Regions from separate parts of the Sus scrofa genome. Here region 1 is linked to region 2. The links are chromatin contacts, called in public HiChIP or PLAC-seq maps. All regions are on one chromosome and are shown on one strand. The core of a region is the stretch at or near the end of the contact, and the rest is flanking DNA. Distances in the headings are between cores, read along the strand shown. Region 1 overlaps HECW2 (HECT, C2 and WW domain containing E3 ubiquitin protein ligase 2). Region 2 has its middle 32 kb from the start of SLC39A10.

Region 1 (3,907 bases), core at 218-2,717, 600 kb after region 2:
TGCTTATGAAATGAGGCAAAGTAATGTATATATAAATTGCCACAGGCTAAAGAGAAAACGAAGTAAGTGGACTTAAAAAGTGAACACTGCATTTATGTTAAGTAAAGCATATTCTAAGAGCAAAAGTTTTACAATAGTTTATAATTAGAGGAGGGCGGTAGAATCATCATAGGTACATTTGGTGATATAGTTTTCTTCATATAGTACTTGAGGGTCCACTACTGAATGAACTGGCTCATCACAACGACAAAACAGTAGATAAAAATAAGCTATTTGCTAAGAAGGGAAAATGATGACCGTGATAACACCGCAGAGGCAACAAAATCAATCAATCAAAAGCAACAAGTCAAACACAAGTGAAATGAAAGCACAAATGTATCTTTCCACTGACATTGGTCTCAACTCAGGTCATCTGGCTTCTGAAAAACAAAATTTTCTCACAATATTATTAATTTGAATTTTTTTAAAGTTCTTAATTTATAAGTCTTTTGGTTTTGTAGCTTATAAAAACTGTAAGGATAAGAAGTTTATGCATATTTTATGTCTGTACACATTTATGTTTACATTAAAATGAAAGTGGTTAAGATCACCACTGCAGCGCTGTAATGTCCCTTTTCCTTTTAGGATACAAAAATAACAGATTTGGTGCCTAACAAATTTCCATGAGTCCACTCAGTGTCTGAAATAAACATAACAAGTTTGACAAGTACTGTTGAAGATTCATACAACTCTGATCAGAGGGATATTTGAAAGTTACATTAACACATTGATTCAAGTTTATTTTATAAATTTACAGAGTTAGAAGGAATCTCTGTCAGTCCTATAATTTCTTTCTTTACTGCCTTCACCTTGTGAACAAATTCTATTTGATTTTAATGATTCAGAATGAGGATTAAGATCATATTCAAGTAACATTTTATCATTTGACCGTCTGTGCATGGATGTTTCTTACTGTGCCCTTTAAAACACATTTCAGCATTTCCTCCACTGCATCTTCTCACACCGCATTCAATTACAACTTCCGCTGCTTTTGAAACATGAGATTCTGGAGGGCAAAGCTCTCTCTCCGTTATCTTTGTGCCTCCAAGTACCTAGCACTATGCTGTGAATACAAGAAGTACTCAGTAAAATCAAACCAGGCGCATGATCAGTTGGTACCAAAATAGATTTGGCTCCTAACAAATTTCCCTACATCTCCGCAATGTCTGGAATAAACTTATCTTGTTAGCATTTTTTTTTTTTTTTTTTTTTTTTTTTTTGCTGTGATGGAGAAAAGAGATTCAGGAAACTTACATTAGATTATTTACTAAAACAGAACCCAATGAGGGAAGTGCAAAGACAGGCAAAGGCAACCTCTTAATAAGAAAACACAACTGATGCAACTAAGAGATATATACAGATGTTAAACTGTATACAGAGTGACAACCTCAGGAAAAAGTCTGGCTGCTGCTGTCTCTCAGATGCCCATCATATTCAGTCCTCGATAACCACTTCCTCCAAAGCACAGAATCACCCCAGAAGATCAACTCAGGCAGAAGATCATTTGAGGACAAGGAACAGAGTCTCAAGACCGGAATTCCCACAGAAAATACCCTCACTGAAACCAACCAACATTTTTGTGAAGTTAAAGTTGGGCACGTGATCAAAAACAATGAGAAGCAGCAATGCCTTTAAACCACAACTCTTTCTGGATTGCAGACTCTGCATACACATAGTTCCTGTAGACACAGTTTAGTAAACCTTCAAAAATACATACGTTGTTAAAATTTTAAAAAAAAAACTGCCTCAGGGCAATTTTAGAGAAATCCCCAGGACTTCTCTGCTGGTGTAATGTTAAGAAAGGAAAATCAGCACTGATCATTCATACTTTTGATTACAGTCACAGGGCCTGGTCTGACTTGGAGGATAGAGCCAAGCAGTAGAAAGATCAAGTTTTCTGTGTACTTCCCATTTTATAGGTTAGGTTTGGAAATTGTCTCATGACTCTTATGGACACATAAAAGTGACATCAATTAGCCCTATATTTAGAGGTAGTATTTGTTATAAATGGATATAAACCAGCTCTGTGCTAAGGATTCAGAGAATTATTTGACTCTCTTGTTGCTTGTTTCCTCGTCTTGAAATAAGTGTAGTTGTAGTATCTGCCTCATAGGTTGGTGGAAAGGATTCAGTGAATGCATAAAAATAAAATAGTTAGCACAGATTATTATATGGTAGAACTCAATAATTTTAAAATATTGAGTATATTGTTAGATAGGCCTCATAATTGTTTACTTCTTTTTCAATATACAGTATGATCTACTGAAAATAGAACCAAATTAGATGCCTGGCCATTTACTCCTTTTTCTGTTTCTGCTGTTGGCAAGCTGTTTTAACCATGCTGTTTATCTAGGTTAATTCCACAAATACCTGTAGAGTACTTCTACGTACAATAGATAAGACCCTGGCCTCCCAGTAAAACTGAAATAATGCCGTGAGTACCAAAGAGATAATACAAATGAAGGGTTTACAATTCTCATAACTCAATGGATGATGAGAAACACTTTTCTCAATGAAGCCAAATTCTACATAAAGAAAAACCATTTTGAACTCTAAAACAGGAGTTTAGTTATTATACACAAATATATCTGATTATAAGACACCTTATCTAAGGCATTATAATAGCCTGCACCCTAAGTCCATCGTTATTCTGAAAAATCATTATCTATGATTTACTAGGAAGTATAATGAGGTTTCTATTTTCTTATGAATTATAATAATTTATTATGTATTTAATAACAAGTGCTCTAATTGAAAATACATTCAGGAATTGAAACTACATTATATATGCATACATTTTTATTTTATATTAAATATACATATTAAAAAACAAAAAAAACACGCAAATTGCCTACTATGTAAGACATTAGAAAGGATAAGGCAGTGTTTTTTTAAACAGTGATATAAGAAAATTTTTAAAAAGTAAACTAATCATTTGAGTACACAATAAAAAAAAAAAAAAAAAAGGCCAAGGGAAGGACAAAAAAGAAATTGAGACCATAATTTCCAGAAAATAGTACTACAAAAACTAGTAGTTTCCTCCATTTTGGGAGTCATTATTTAGAAAACTGAAAAAAAAAAAAAAAAGTCCACCCACAACAAAAACCATAATATAAAATACTTTGGGAAAACCTTGACAAGAAACATTCAGGTCCAAAAAGAAAGAAACAAGAAAATTCTATTGTAAGAAATGAAAGGATTGAATATATGAAAAAAATTACAGTTGTACAAGAAAAAGTGGAAAACTGTAAATATTTTAATTATACCCAAAGTAACCTAAGATTTAAATTCCCCATCAAAATCCCAATGTGATTTTAAAAGTTAGGAACATTATTCAAAATTCTACATCAATATTCAAAATAATGCTATGTGCTAGAGAATTTGAGTCAAGTTTTCAAAATAAATAATTGTTATGCTATCATTTCCTAAGATCTAAAATAGCAATTTAATAACACGTTGGAATATACAAAGATATATAAATTGTTGTATTGAAAAGATGGATTCTGTACTTTTTTTTGGGGGGGGGGTCTTTTTAGGGCCGCACCGGCAGCATAAGAAGGTTCCCAGGCCAGGGGTCCAATTGGAGCTGTAGCTGCTGGCCTACACCACAGCCACAACATGGGATCTGAGCCATGTCTGCAACCTACCCTACAGCTTATGGCAGTGCCAGATCCTTAACCCACTGAGCGAGGCCAGGGATCAAACCTGTGTCCTCATGGATACTAGGCAGATTCATTTCCGCTGAGCTGCGACGAGAACTCCGGATTCTCTGTCTTTATATATGTGATTTTGTGTAGTAGAAATGTAGTCACTTGCTCTTTGGAATAAACACTTTTAGGTGTTATCATGAAGTTCCAAATATACTATT
Region 2 (3,433 bases), core at 567-3,066:
GGACCCTCAGCCTGGGAACTTCCATATGCCAGGGGTGCAGCCCTAAAAAGCAAAAAATAAAAAATAAATAAATTTTTTAAAGTGCTTCTTGTCCTTCAAGCAAAAGAAACATCCATTGTCTGGCCCTCTTCAAGGCACAGTACATCTCTAACTTCCAACCTTGGCATGGCACTTTTTTCCCTTTTCCTATTGTAAGAGCTCTCTAAAGTCTTGTCTACAGAATAATGAAGAAAACATCACTGTCTGCAAGACTGCTTGTCACCTCTGAATATACTCTGTCAACATGCTGCCACTTCATCTTGTTTAGACTCATCGACTGCTTTGTAGAAGGACACCAATGTCCACATCTATCTCCTTGAGACAGGCAGAAAAATGAATTCTTTTTCCTGTCTCAAAAAGAGCTGACAAGCTTTTAGTAGTGTTTATCTTCACTGAAGGGTGATAACCTTGAAAATGAAAGTTAAAAGAGACTGATACAATTAAGTACATAGTCTTCTCCAATCTATATTACTGTTAGTTTTCTTCTATAGTTTAATATGTCAAAGTTTTCTATTGTCCATATTGATTTTTTAAATTTAAAGTTAATTTTATTTACAGAATGCAAGTGCATCATGCTTGACCCTTTTGTAAAACTGTAATCCCTCTTAAGCCTAAAATGAGTTAAAAATTAGTTCCTTTAATATTTTCCATCCTTTCAACTACTTTTCCCATATAATCTGTGTCATATTTTATTTTCCTTTGCATTTGTTCACCTCATGTTATGTCATATGCAGTCTTGGGGTTTTTTAAAAATAATTTTCCGTGATTATAAGGCAAAATCTTAGCATTCTAATTGTTTACATTGGATTGACTCAGGGACAGTAACAGATGGATTTTAACAATTTCATTAATAATTTGTTGCTATAGACTGAATGTTTGTGTCCACACCCCCAAAAAATATACATGTTGAAATTCTAACCCCCAATGTGATGGTATGAGGAGGTGGGGCCTTTTGGAGGTGATTCACTCATGGGGTCTAGCCCTCATAAATGGGATTAGTGACCTAGACTGTGCCCACTACTAGGGTTCATCCAGACATGGATATATCTGGCAAGATGGTAGCTTGGTCCTCCAGAGACCTTTCTGCATGAGGGACTCTGAGTCCCTTAGGAAAAGGCTCAGCCCTAACAGAACAGGAAAGCTTTGGCCTTCAGCAAAAGCAATGTTTCTGAGTCCAGTATCATGTTGATTGCTCTGCTTTGTCTTAGGGCTGACCCCCAAGGTGTTGTGTCTGAGGCATGGCTGGGGTGGGGGAGGGGGTTGAAGAGCGCATGTGCAAAAACAAAGTGTAACACAAAATGGAAGAACACCGTTTTTCCCCATTATGCAGCAAAGCAAGGTGCAGCTGTGGCATCTGTGGGCTCCTGATTCAGCTCTGATGGAGCTGGTGGTTCCTGGTGAATGACTAGCAGCAGATTCCTGAGAGGGGTGGCAGCCAGCCTGCATACACTGGTGCCAAGCACACAAGAATTCCTCACAGACACACTGAAAGGTTATTCTAGGGGAACTGAAGTTTTGCAAAAGCAGGGCAAGCATTCTCTGCAGCAGCTCTGCTACTCTCCCCTCTGCTGCTGCCACCTACCAACTTCACATGCCTGTCTCCACAAGTGAGCCTGGCCAGTCTAGGGTCTGTTGTAGGCGGGGCTCCATCATCAAGTCGTGGAGGCTACTAGTCAGAAGGGGCCTTGGAGGCCAGATTCACACTGCCCTCTCCCATCTCTTTGTAGCTAGCTGGCACTGGTGGGGCTCTGAGCACCCGCTGAGTCGATGAGTCAGCATCCACCCACAGCTGGGTGTTGGTGCTTGTTCTCAGTAGGAGCTGAGTGCAGGCTAGATATCCTTGTGGGCTTAATCTAGCCTGCAGGCTGTATTTTGCCACCCCTGCTCCAGCCCTAAATTACTTCATGGTGACACAAGAATGTCTAAAAGTTACACTATCTGGTTCTTGCTCAGAATTTGATGTTACACCCTAAGTGTGTTATCCCAATAAAATACATGCCATCTCATGTTCTTTTTCATACTATTTCTAAAGAGCCAATGAAGGTCTTTCTTTGGCATGAATTTTTTTTTTAATCTTTCCCTCTCCCACCTCCACAAAATAATTATTGTCTAGTAGATATATCACGCAGTGACTTTGAGTAACCTAAATTATAACTTGCCCAAAAATAGCACAATCTAAAAAGTAAAGATTTTGAGACTTCATAGCAAGGTTTTAAGATGCTATCACACAGGGCTGGACAGAGTAACATCTCAACAAATAAATTTTTAGTTGGGTTTTAAATGGAATGAAATATCTGCTTGTTAGTTTGTTATCTGTGAGCAGGGCAGTGTGGTATACTCAAAGAGGAGCTTAGAAGACTCTTCTTTGAAGTCACCATTCAAATCCTAACTCCCTTACATGGTGTATAACCTTGGGGAAAAAAAATCATAAAGCAGAGATAATATACTGTATTCTCTGGGATGTGGTAATGATACAAATAAGTCTATAAATCATCTACTATGTTTGGTTCAATGGGAGTTAACTTTTTTTTTTTTTTTTTTTTTAGTCTTAAAAAATAGCTTTTTGGCCATATCCAATGAGGATCAAAAGGTCAGCCTCTGTCAATTCTCAGCTCTTAGCTAAGAGCATATAATGACTGCTATCAGGGACCTCTGTAAGAGGTTTCTGCTGTTTGAAAACTGAATGTCGGCTGTAGTGTAAAAATGGAAGTTCTTGATGGTGCCTGAGCCTTGGATGCTATAGAAACTTGCAGAAATATCACAGTTCCATTTTACTGACAACAAAAACTGTAAGCAGTCCCTTGATTAAATATGGCACATACCACTTAACCTGAAATACTGGGAGGTGGGAAGCAGGGAGATTACCCCATATTCCAAGGTCAAGTTTGGCCCACCTCCATCTATCTTTAACAACTCATTATGGAGACAGCACTGGACTGACTTAGGAGTCTAAAACCATGAGGTCTGGCACTGGTTCCACCGCTTCCTAGCTGTGTGCCTGAGATAAGCTACTTAAGTTCACTGAACCTCATTTTCTCATCTTTCTACCCTAATTTATTGACAGTTATCATCCTCCTCTCTGTCCTGGCTCCACCTATATTGCTTGGGCTTAATGAATGTCTCCTCAGCCCTGTGTCGGGTATTGACTTGTATCATCTCCTGTAATCTTTATACCAACGTAGTGAGGTAACTGTGAGTCCCATTTTACAGATGAGAACACTGAACCTCTGTGAGGTTAATCAGTTTACGCATCCAGTGAGTGGCAGAGCAGGAATCCAACTTCAAAAACCACTTGGTTGGAGTTCCCGTCATGGCGCAGTGGTTAATGAATCCGACTAGGAACCATGAGGTTGTGGGTTCAATCCCAGCCCTTGCTCAGTGGGTTAAGGATCTG

The links. HiChIP or PLAC-seq counts read pairs in DNA pulled down with a chosen protein or histone mark.
Region 1: an H3K27ac HiChIP or PLAC-seq map of alveolar macrophages shows a contact between it and region 2. The contact joins two enhancer-like sites. A contact is called at or near these places in 1 of 47 Hi-C or Micro-C datasets (embryonic fibroblasts) and 1 of 2 datasets of contacts at active chromatin or transcription factors (alveolar macrophages).

What each region holds. Positions count from the first base shown.
Region 1 is chr15:100,153,459-100,157,365 of Sscrofa11.1, forward strand. The region is part of intron 16 of HECW2 (HECT, C2 and WW domain containing E3 ubiquitin protein ligase 2); the gene reads right to left. Among named protein-coding and RNA genes, the nearest start is that of STK17B, 89 kb to the left of the region's middle. Within about 2 kb of position 1,468, at least 23 of the 83 cell types and tissues checked have an H3K27ac peak or open chromatin away from gene starts, as enhancers often do. A contact at or near this core is called in alveolar macrophages, where this site is marked.
Region 2 is chr15:99,551,530-99,554,962 of Sscrofa11.1, forward strand. No RefSeq gene overlaps it. Among named protein-coding and RNA genes, the nearest start is that of SLC39A10, 32 kb to the right of the region's middle. Within about 2 kb of position 1,817, at least 23 of the 83 cell types and tissues checked have an H3K27ac peak or open chromatin away from gene starts, as enhancers often do. A contact at or near this core is called in alveolar macrophages, where this site is marked.